Linked DNA regions of Rattus norvegicus: all the other regions are linked to region 1. Evidence: chromatin contacts called from public Hi-C data. All regions are on one chromosome and are shown on one strand. Each heading gives the region's core, a stretch centred on a gene start, on an enhancer-like site or on the middle of the called end of the contact. The rest is flanking DNA. Distances are from core to core; before and after follow the strand shown. Region 1 holds the start of Sec14l5 (SEC14-like lipid binding 5). Region 2 holds the start of Nudt16l1 (nudix hydrolase 16 like 1). Region 3 holds the start of Anks3 (ankyrin repeat and sterile alpha motif domain containing 3).

Region 1 (2,991 bases), core at 124-2,623:
CTTCTCCTCCAGCTCTATACCTCGTGTGGCTTCTGGGACACCAGTCACATCTATTACTGTCTACCTCAAGTCCACAGCACTGTCCCCATTTCCCCAAGGAGAGACTGAAGCTCCAGGATGCAGAGTGGTGGAAGCCAGAGTGGAATCCAAGAGTGTTCTAACTCTGGCCTCAGTGCAAAGACCTGATCCAGAAGGCCAAGGATCCGTGGTCATGCCTAGGCACGCAACTGCCTGGTACAAGACACTCATATACACGCTTACACTGGACGGCCGCATCTCCATCCCTTCTTTCTGTTTCTACGTAGCCCAGGATGGCTTTGAACTCCTGCTCCTCCTGCTTCAGCCTTTGAATGCAAGGACTACAGCACACGCCATCACTCTAGATCTTGTGCTTTATCTGCTTGGCAGGGTTCCAAGAGGCCTGACAGGGGTTGAGGGGGTGGCCAGGCAAAGAAGTCAGGAAGTCAGGGCAGCTGGAAAGTTCAGTAAATTTTTTTCCCCATTTCATAGCCTGAAATGTCCTCTTTCTTTCCCACCATTGACCTCTAGTCACAAGAGGGGCCCAGGAGCCAGGGGTCACTCACCGCCATGACCAGCTCGAATGGATACTTGTATACCCGGACAGGAGACTGGTATTTCTGCACCATGTTCAAACTCAGAAACCACCCAGGCAGAGGGAACACAGAAGCTGGAAATAAAGAGTTTCTGGTGAGGCGTCAGTTCCCTTCATACGAAACATAGGCACTGCCTACCAGGTGTCAGGCAGCCCCAGCCCTCAAAGTAAGAAACTGATAGGATTATCAGCTAACCCAGACTAGGTACCCGTTCACTCCCCAGCACCCCAACATTCAGCCCTCAGAGCAAGCAACACTTCATGCGATCTCCCCATCCCCACTCTTTCAGAGGCACCCTCGATGCCACCCACTCAAGCAGGCACACGCATTTGCAATTCTTACATTCCCACGATTGTCCTCACACATTCTCCCCATGACTTGCCGCGGACATCCTGCCCTATGCCCACTCCCCAGCATTTTTGTTCCTGCCCTCCCTTTCATTTTCCTCCATGATACCCTGACACGTGCACCCTTCTGGAGGTTTCACTTGTACCCCACTCCCACACAGGACAGCCCTTGTACACGCAGCAGAGAACTTTGCACAGGCACTCAGCTCCCTGCAGCAACTCCCCACACGCACACTCAGGTGCACACAAGCGCGCACCCACACAAAGCTATTCAAACACGCATACATGCGCAGGCCCCGCTGCTCCGCTCACCCTCAGAACTGCTGGAGACACAGCGCAGTGCTCTGGCACCTGCTTGACCTGGGAGCTGAGCTCGCCAGATCCCCAGAAAGCGCCTTGTCCGGAGAGCAGAACCAGGAGCTCAATAACCTCAGTCTTGCCCCAGCCTCTTACACGTTCTTACATGAGCAGTGGCCTGGCAGGCAGAAGAGTGATCAGAGCAGTGACAGACGTGCCCGGCCTGGAGAGCTCCAGGACCCGGGACAGCGGGAGAGTCTGGCCTGGCCTGGCACCACCCCCACAAGATTATCTTGCTCCTTGATTGGTCTGGTCCCAACCCCGCCCCAGCCAGACTCTGCCCCCTGCCTTAAGCCTGTCTCTCACTTTTACTCATCCCTCACTTGGTCACGCCTTCAGCCTTACCCGTGCTCCCTATTGGCCACGACTCGAGAAGGCCCCACCCTTGTTGACCCCGTCCACATTCACCCAGAATCAACAAAGTCTCCGCCCCCAGCCCAATCTCCGCCCCCATGAGGACCCGGCCCCCCAGGACGCGCCCCCACCCACCTCATTCACTGGAACCTGCCCAGAGTTACACAGCGCGACTTCCCTATCCACAGCTACCTCGCCGAGTAACCTCTTCTTCAACCTACGGCACCTGAAACTTTTTGTTTTTTGGTTCGGTTTGTTTTGAGGCGGAATTCATACTGGAGACCAGTCACGGCTATACTACCTCAACCTCCGGAGTGTTGGAATTACAGATGTGAACCACCACGTCCTGCTGACCCCTAGCCTTGAGCTCATTCTCCACCTGATCTTTCCTCGAAGGCTGCAGTGGTCCAGCCCAAACCCTTCTGAATGCATTGTTTATTCACTCTTCACACCTTTACAGAGCGTCCACTAAAGGTCGGGCCCTCTGACATTAAATAAATAAATTAGGCAGGCTGGAGAGACAGCTCAGTAGATAGAAGCAGGTACTAGAGAGGAGCGGAGTTCAATTCCAAGCACCCAGGTCAAGCGGCTCACAACGTCCTGTAACCCCAGTTCCGGGGGGATCCAGCTATCTGACCTCAGCATGTACCAGTATTCAACATAAACATATACATAATTTAAAATAATAAATTTTAAAGCATAAATGAGATAATGCTTATTATTTGGTAAGGTAGGCATGGTGAAAGTGCCGAGATAGTCAGGAACAGGGTCACCCTTTTTTTTTTTTGCCCATTCTTCTAACTTCAGCAGCATCCAAACCCTGCCAGGTTTCCCAGGGTGCCCAGGGATCAGCTTCACTCCCATAAACCCTCCATTCTCTCAACTATCATTTCACCCTGCAAGAACAAAGGAAATGGCCCTGATATTGTTGCCGTCCATTCGTGGTGGCATCCCAGGTAAGATCTTATCCGGACGGCGCAGACAGCATGTTCTAAACGCATCTAGATTAAGTACAGAAATAGGAGGCGAAATTCCAAGTGTTGCCACAGGGTGGCAGCAAAAGATAACCCAAGTAGCCACGGGCTATTGTTCGGTCCTAAGCCTCAGATGTTTTATCCTTTCTTGATTCGTTGAGGGGACTTTAGTGGTCTCCCCCAGGATCAGCACAGTGACCCTAGCACCGCCATCTGGTGTTTTCCCAACACCATGGTTAAGTCACAATCCCCTCTGCTCCAAACCTTAGGGAAAATGTGACCAATCTAGGAGAAGTGTGAGTGACTTGTTGGATACAGAGAAGTCTGAGGAAAGAGGGGTGCATG
Region 2 (2,991 bases), core at 247-2,746, 200 kb after region 1:
CCCACTGACCAACCTGAGAGAGGGTGGCTGGGTCCCAGGGACTGCTTGGGACAACAATGATGAACAGCTGCCTGCTTGTCCCTTGCAGTAGAAGGGATGCAAAACCAAACACACTAGAAGGCACGCTTCTCGGGAATTCCAGGGCCTGTGGGCAGAGACAGCCAAGGGAGGGCAGGGACCTGCACAGGAACCACCTCAGGATGAGGCCGGGAGCAGCTTCTCTAGGGCCTTCTTCTGCTTCTCCGTGGCTGAGGCCAAGGCCTCGGCCAGCTTTTCCGAGGGCATCATGTTGAGTACCTTAAGGGCAAATAGGAGCTGATATTTGGCAGTGCTGACGAAGGCGTTGCTCAGAAAGTTAGGGAAGCCTCCTACTCGATCCTTCTGTGTGTACAGTGGGACACGTACAAGGCCCAGGACCTGCGGGACAGAGGGCACGGGTGGGGCTGGGCTCTCCTGTAGAGGCAGGACTCTGGCAGAAAGGCCTGTCAGCCACCAGTTTGCCAGAGACAGGGAGACCCAGGCCCGGTCTGGCCAGGCATTGCTAATGCAGTAAAGCCCCTTCTCCCCAAGTTTCAAGGCCAATCCTACGCACTCCCCACCCTGTCTGGCTGCAACTCCCATGATCACTAGTTTCACTCTATGCCCTTTAGACCAGAGAATCCTCAAATCCCCAAATTTCCTCAGGAGGTAATCCTAAACGCTACAATCCGGTTTTTGTTTTGTTTGTTTTTTGTTTTGTCTGTTCTCAATTTTCCAAGCAGGCCCTGATCATCCCTTCCAGTGACCCCAAGCCCCACTCCCAGGATTGACAATGGCAGGCAACAAGGCAATGTAAACAGCCCATGACCCAGATCCCAAGTCCCTCTTCCCATCCAACAAAGCCAGGGTGAGGACCCTGAGGGGCACTTGTTACCCATTGGTGCCTTCTGTGGTGCCAGAGCCAAACCTCAGGAGTGGGAACGGGGGCGGGCCCCAGGCAGTAGTCCCACCTCCAAACCGTGGTCCCGCGAGTGCACAGCGCTGATCTCCACAGCATGCAGCTGTTCCAGCGTCAGCTGCCGTGCGTACAGGTGTGCCACCACACGGTGTGGACCCTCAGTCAGGTGTGAACTCAGGTAGTCAGCTTCAGTAAGGCGTAGGCCGCCCAGGCCCAGACCCAGGACCCGGTTCAAGCCATCCTCCAGTGACCAGAAGCGGCGGTCCACGAAACCCCCGGGAAAGCCCAGCAGCCCATCGAAGCGCATCTGCATCTGCAAGGTAAGCCTGGTCAGGACGCGGGGTCCACTGGGTGTCCCAAGCGATCCGCCCTGCTAGCCCGCCCGGCTCCTCACCAGTACTGAGAAACGCATGGGGATACGGCCGAAAAGTTGCCCGGGGTTGGCAGCGTACAGCATGGCGTGGCATGAATGGCTCCAGCCGGGCCCCAAGCGCATTGCTTCCTCCCGACTGATCTGCTTCAGCTCCGGAACCGTCGTGGTCGACATCTTGATGTGCTCCAGGCCCACTGCCCAAATGAGCATGCGCGACCCCGCCCACGACACATAGGCCCAATCCACGTGCTTCCACGTGCATAAGCCCGCCCCCACCAGCCCTGAGACTGGTGTTGAATCCAGCAAAGACTCGAGCTCTTGGTGGAGGCGGGGTGGGGGTGGGGTTATGTAGTTAGCTACTCTCCTTTACATAGGAGACCCCCCACGACTACCAGAAGACTACGGCTCCCAAGATGCACAGCACCGAGGCCAGGTTGTCCTAGGGAGGTACACTGATCATCAAGATGTGCCAGTCTCAAGTCCCAAACGTCATTGAGAGTGCAGCTGGAAATCTCAATATCCACCTCATCCATGATCTTTCCCTGAGGCTCGACCCGGAGCTTGTGACTCCACTGCCCTGTGAAATCATGCCTTTAAAGACTTAAGCATCTAAGTGACTCCAGCTCAAGTGATGGGTCCCCCTTGTCATAGGCTTTGCCCTCTGGTACATTGATTAGTACTCGGTAGACATCACAAGAGCTGGGGTGGGTATAAGAACTAGGACCATCTGCCCACCTGGAGGCTGAGATCCAGCAATTGCTCCGTGGAGGTGAGCCAAATTCTATGTCAGCTTCAGACAGAGCGAGCAACAAAACAAGCACAATGACCGTTGTCTGTGTGTGGAGGGGCTGCTCACTGCCCCTCTCACAGAAGCAAATGAAGGCAGCACCAAAACCTGTCAGCCAGTGTCCTGTCAGTACACCGAGAGCCAACAGTGCTGCCTACAGTGCTGTGGCAGAACAAAGGCGCACATAGAATATTGCTGCATGATTTTATTACTATAAATATACAGTAAAAATGAACCCAAACTAGCCAATCAGTACATCAAATGATAGTACATGTGAATCTGAGACAGGTAAGTGTGGAGTCTGCATCCCATCTTTCAAAGTACTGGCACCAGGCGCCAGGGTGTTGGCAGGTGAGAAGTGAGGGGTGGGCATGCACATGCTGACATGTGTGCACATATGTGCATTCAGAGAGAGAGAGAGAGAGAGAGAGAGAGAGAGAGAGAGAGAGAGAGAAAATACGGATGGATATGCAGACAGAACTGTGCTTACAGGCTTACCAGAGACCAGGCCAGTCACTGCTAGGAAGGAGCAGGGGGAGAGCCAGAGCTCAAGCAACCCTGAGCCTAAAGGGGTCTCCATGCATTGCTACAGGCTGTCACCTGGGTGAGTGGCAGGGCAGCTCCTTGGGCTGACTTCCCTCTCTAACTGACCAGGGAGCTGCATTGCCTGGGGCATCTCTGCCCTGGGGCCACCCTTGGGCTACTTCTGCCTTAGAAACCAAGTGACCCTAGGATCCTGTGACAGAAGCCTCAGACAATAAATCGGTAAGAAAGTAAAAGGACAGGTAACTGGCAATGGATGTGCTGTGGAAGCTGCTCAGGCTCGTCCCTGGCAGGTGGTGGGCAGTGTTGCCCTGCAAGCACAAGCATCTCCATCTTGGAGGCCTGTGAGGA
Region 3 (2,991 bases), core at 309-2,808, 180 kb after region 1:
GTGTGGGTGTGTGCAGTAATGAGTGCACAAGACCATGGTGTCTGCACATGTGTGAGATGTGCTTAATGGCACGTAAATGGAGGTGTGTATGATACAAATGGTGTATGTATAGATACACAATCCTTAGGACTTGGAGATTTTATATATGTGTTTTAAGAACACGATTACCTCCATTCTATATGCTTAGAGAGGTTGAATTAAAGTTAAGGGAAAGCTGGGAGAGCCTTTAGTGGAGCATTTGTCTCCATGTAAGAAGAACACGAGTCCAATCCCCAGCATTGAGAAAAGGAATGAGATGGCTCAGCAGTTACGATGTCCTCGTAACTACTCTTGTAGAGGATCGGAATACAGCCCTAAACCACAATTACTTGTAACTTCAACCTCAGGGAGAGCCGATGTCTCTGGTGTCCACTGGTACCTGCGCTAGACTACACATATACATACCCACCTTCACACACATACATATAATTACAATAAAACTAATAAAATCAAAAATAATTTTTAGAAGTTAGATCCATTATACGATTCTGTTTGTCATCATTCAAATGAGTCCCTATAATCCAGTTCCTGGCTCAGCTCCACCCTTTGTATCTTACCCTAAAAAAAAAGATGCTCAGCCTTCAGGGTTTCGAAAGAGGGACTTTAGGATTAGGGGGTGAGGGCCTAGCGAACCAGGCAGATCAGCTAACGGTGTCGAACCGGAGCAGCATCAGGGGAGTGTGTGGGGGCTTAAGGTCTTTGAATATTGTTTTTTTTTTTCTTTTTCTTTCTTTTTTTCGGAGCTGGGGACCGAACCCAGGGCCTTGCGCTTGTTAGGCAAGTGCTCTACCGCTGAGCTAAATCCCCAACCCCGGTCTTTGAATATTGTAAAAAGGACGTGTGCTTGGCGGTCCTGAATTGGGAACCATAGGTGAAGACGCTTTTGGTATACGCAAAGGATGCTTCATAACAGGGGCTTTGGCAGTACGGTACAGAATCACCAAAGTGAAGGGGGCCGCCCAAGACTGGTCGTCCTTTAGGTGTGCAAGACCTTGAGGTTGAGGGAAGGTCTGACTCGCAGGGGGAAGAGCATGAAGGAGCTGAGAAGACCGAGGGGCTCAGTGTTTCTCCTCAAAGCCAGTTGGTCTCGCCTCGCTCTGCCCCGCCCCGCCCCGCGCCGCGCCACGCCAGGCGTCGTTGTCAAGGGGACTGGAAGGCAGCGGGACAAGCCGGCCTGTGTTAGAGCAAAGGGGAGGGTCGACTCCCTGCCACCCGCAGCTGGGACCAACACATGGTCGCATAGGTTTCCGCGGTCTCCTACTCGCCTCGTCCGCTCCGCTCGTCCACTTGCCCTGAGCCCGGGCTAAGCACAGCTACCCAGCGCAGCCCGACAACCCGCCTCCTCGCCTCTTCCTCGCCCGGCACGGCCCGCCTCTCTGTCTCAGGATTGGCTCCTGAGCAATGAGCGGTATCTGCCATCTCATTGGCTGCTATGGGATGTCAATAACAGAACGCCCGTCGCCTTCCCGGGGTGCTCTGCGCTGCCCGACAATTACTTCCGGGGTGGGCCGGGCGCAGGGCTGTTGGCCGGTGAGGGAGCGTGCAGCTGCTGCTGGAGGGTGGCGCGGGAACCTGAGGCCTTGCAGGTAGGCCGGGCCGCGGCGGGGCCCTCTGAGAGGCGGGGCCCGAGGCGCCCCGCGGCCGCCTTGACGGTCAACCCTGGCGCTTGCCTGTCACAGGGTCTGGGGACGCGGGCCCGGCTCCGTGTTGCTAAACTGAGGTACCTGCCAGACTATACAGTCACACGGGAGCCAGCGGTCGTGCACGGTCGTCGGGACCGCTATAGGGCCGGAACCGCGTCTCACATTTGGGCTACAGGGGCTCCCTCGAGGCCTTCACGAACCTCTTGAAGGAGTGACAGTTGCCTCCAGAATAGATTTTTTTTTTTTAAACGAAGACTTAAAAAATTTAAGAGTAACGTCAGTGCTGTTACTGAAATTCTGGAAGCGAGGTGCAGAAGACATACAAACCTTTATTTTACTCGAATCGATTTTTTGGGTATTGGTTTTTTTGAGATTGTGGGCGTGTCTCGCTGGGTAGACCAGGCTGGCCTCGAACTCAGTGAGGTCTGCCACCAAGTGCCGAGATTAAAGGCCTGAGCCACTACGCTAGTGGGCTGTATGTTTTTTGAGTAAGCATCTCATGTATTCCAGGTTGTCCTTGAACTCAAAAGTGGTCCTATTTTCTCAACCCCCACCCCCACCCCCAAGAGCGGAATTACAGGTGTGAGCCCTTCCAGGGTTCTGCTTATCTGCTAAAATTGCACCTTTAGGCCAGCATGTGTCCACTATTGGTTCAGACTCGGTTTCACCAGTGAGGTTAGGTACTACTTGAGTTCAGGCGTTGCAACATGAGAAGCTAGTGCTTCCAGAATGCAGGCCTTGATTTTCACCTCACCAGCCTACACACATCACTCACCATGAGGCTTGCAAGCTGCTCCCCAGATTAGTGATTTGTACGTTGTCCTTTTTATAATTCAATTTTTAAAATATGTCCTTGCAAGCTGTGTATATATGATATTTATCACTAAGATAGCTCCTCAACCAGAAAGACAGATCTTTCTACCCCCCCCCCCCCTTTTTGGCACTCACCAACACAGAATAATGCTAGAGTGTTTAAAAGCAGGGAATTAGTACTTTCTGGGTACACACTTCCTTCAGGCTTCCTCTGGGTTCCTCTTGAGTATGGATATTATGGTGCTCTGTGTCCTTGAGGCCACTGCTGCAGTGGTCTTGACCCCCCTAACCCCCACCCCTGATGGGACCCAGGTAGGCTCAGTGCCAAAGCCCAGGTCTTCCCATCCTTCTATTCTGCTCTTGACTCTGATAGATCAGATTAGGGTCAGTTACAACCTCAGAGTAATAACCTTACCAGAGCACTGTGATTCAGTCCTGGAGGGGTTCAGCCACTTAAAGTAGTTTGAGGTCACTGAGGTGGCCCCATGGATGCGTA

Evidence for each region. Hi-C and Micro-C count contacts between places; a contact is called where the count stands out from the background.
Region 2: a contact with region 1 is called in a Hi-C map of kidney, with 3 times the contacts expected there. The contact joins the promoter of Nudt16l1 here to the promoter of Sec14l5 in region 1. A contact is called at or near these places in 5 of 12 Hi-C or Micro-C datasets (Schwann cells, kidney, liver and 2 more).
Region 3: a Hi-C map of the A7r5 cell line shows a contact between it and region 1, with 4 times the contacts expected there. The contact joins the promoter of Anks3 here to the promoter of Sec14l5 in region 1. A contact is called at or near these places in 3 of 12 Hi-C or Micro-C datasets (the A7r5 cell line, frontal cortex and liver).

Annotation. Positions count from the first base shown.
Region 1 is chr10:10,941,013-10,944,003 of GRCr8, forward strand. It overlaps Sec14l5 (SEC14-like lipid binding 5), which reads right to left and starts at 1,374. Exons shown (of 16, transcript NM_001135710.2): 1 at 1,274-1,374; 2 at 585-688. The coding sequence starts at 647.
Region 2 is chr10:11,143,046-11,146,036 of GRCr8, forward strand. Nudt16l1 (nudix hydrolase 16 like 1) reads right to left here and starts at 1,497. Exons shown (of 3, transcript NM_001100782.1): 1 at 1,332-1,497; 2 at 990-1,250; 3 at 1-417. The coding sequence starts at 1,484. The coding sequence ends at 196. It also overlaps a transcript of Mgrn1 not described here.
Region 3 is chr10:11,120,003-11,122,993 of GRCr8, forward strand. Anks3 (ankyrin repeat and sterile alpha motif domain containing 3) reads left to right here and starts at 1,559. Exons shown (of 17, transcript NM_001414337.1): 1 at 1,559-1,625. It overlaps Dnaaf8 (dynein axonemal assembly factor 8), which reads right to left and starts at 1,343. Exons shown (of 9, transcript NM_001014115.1): 1 at 1,305-1,343.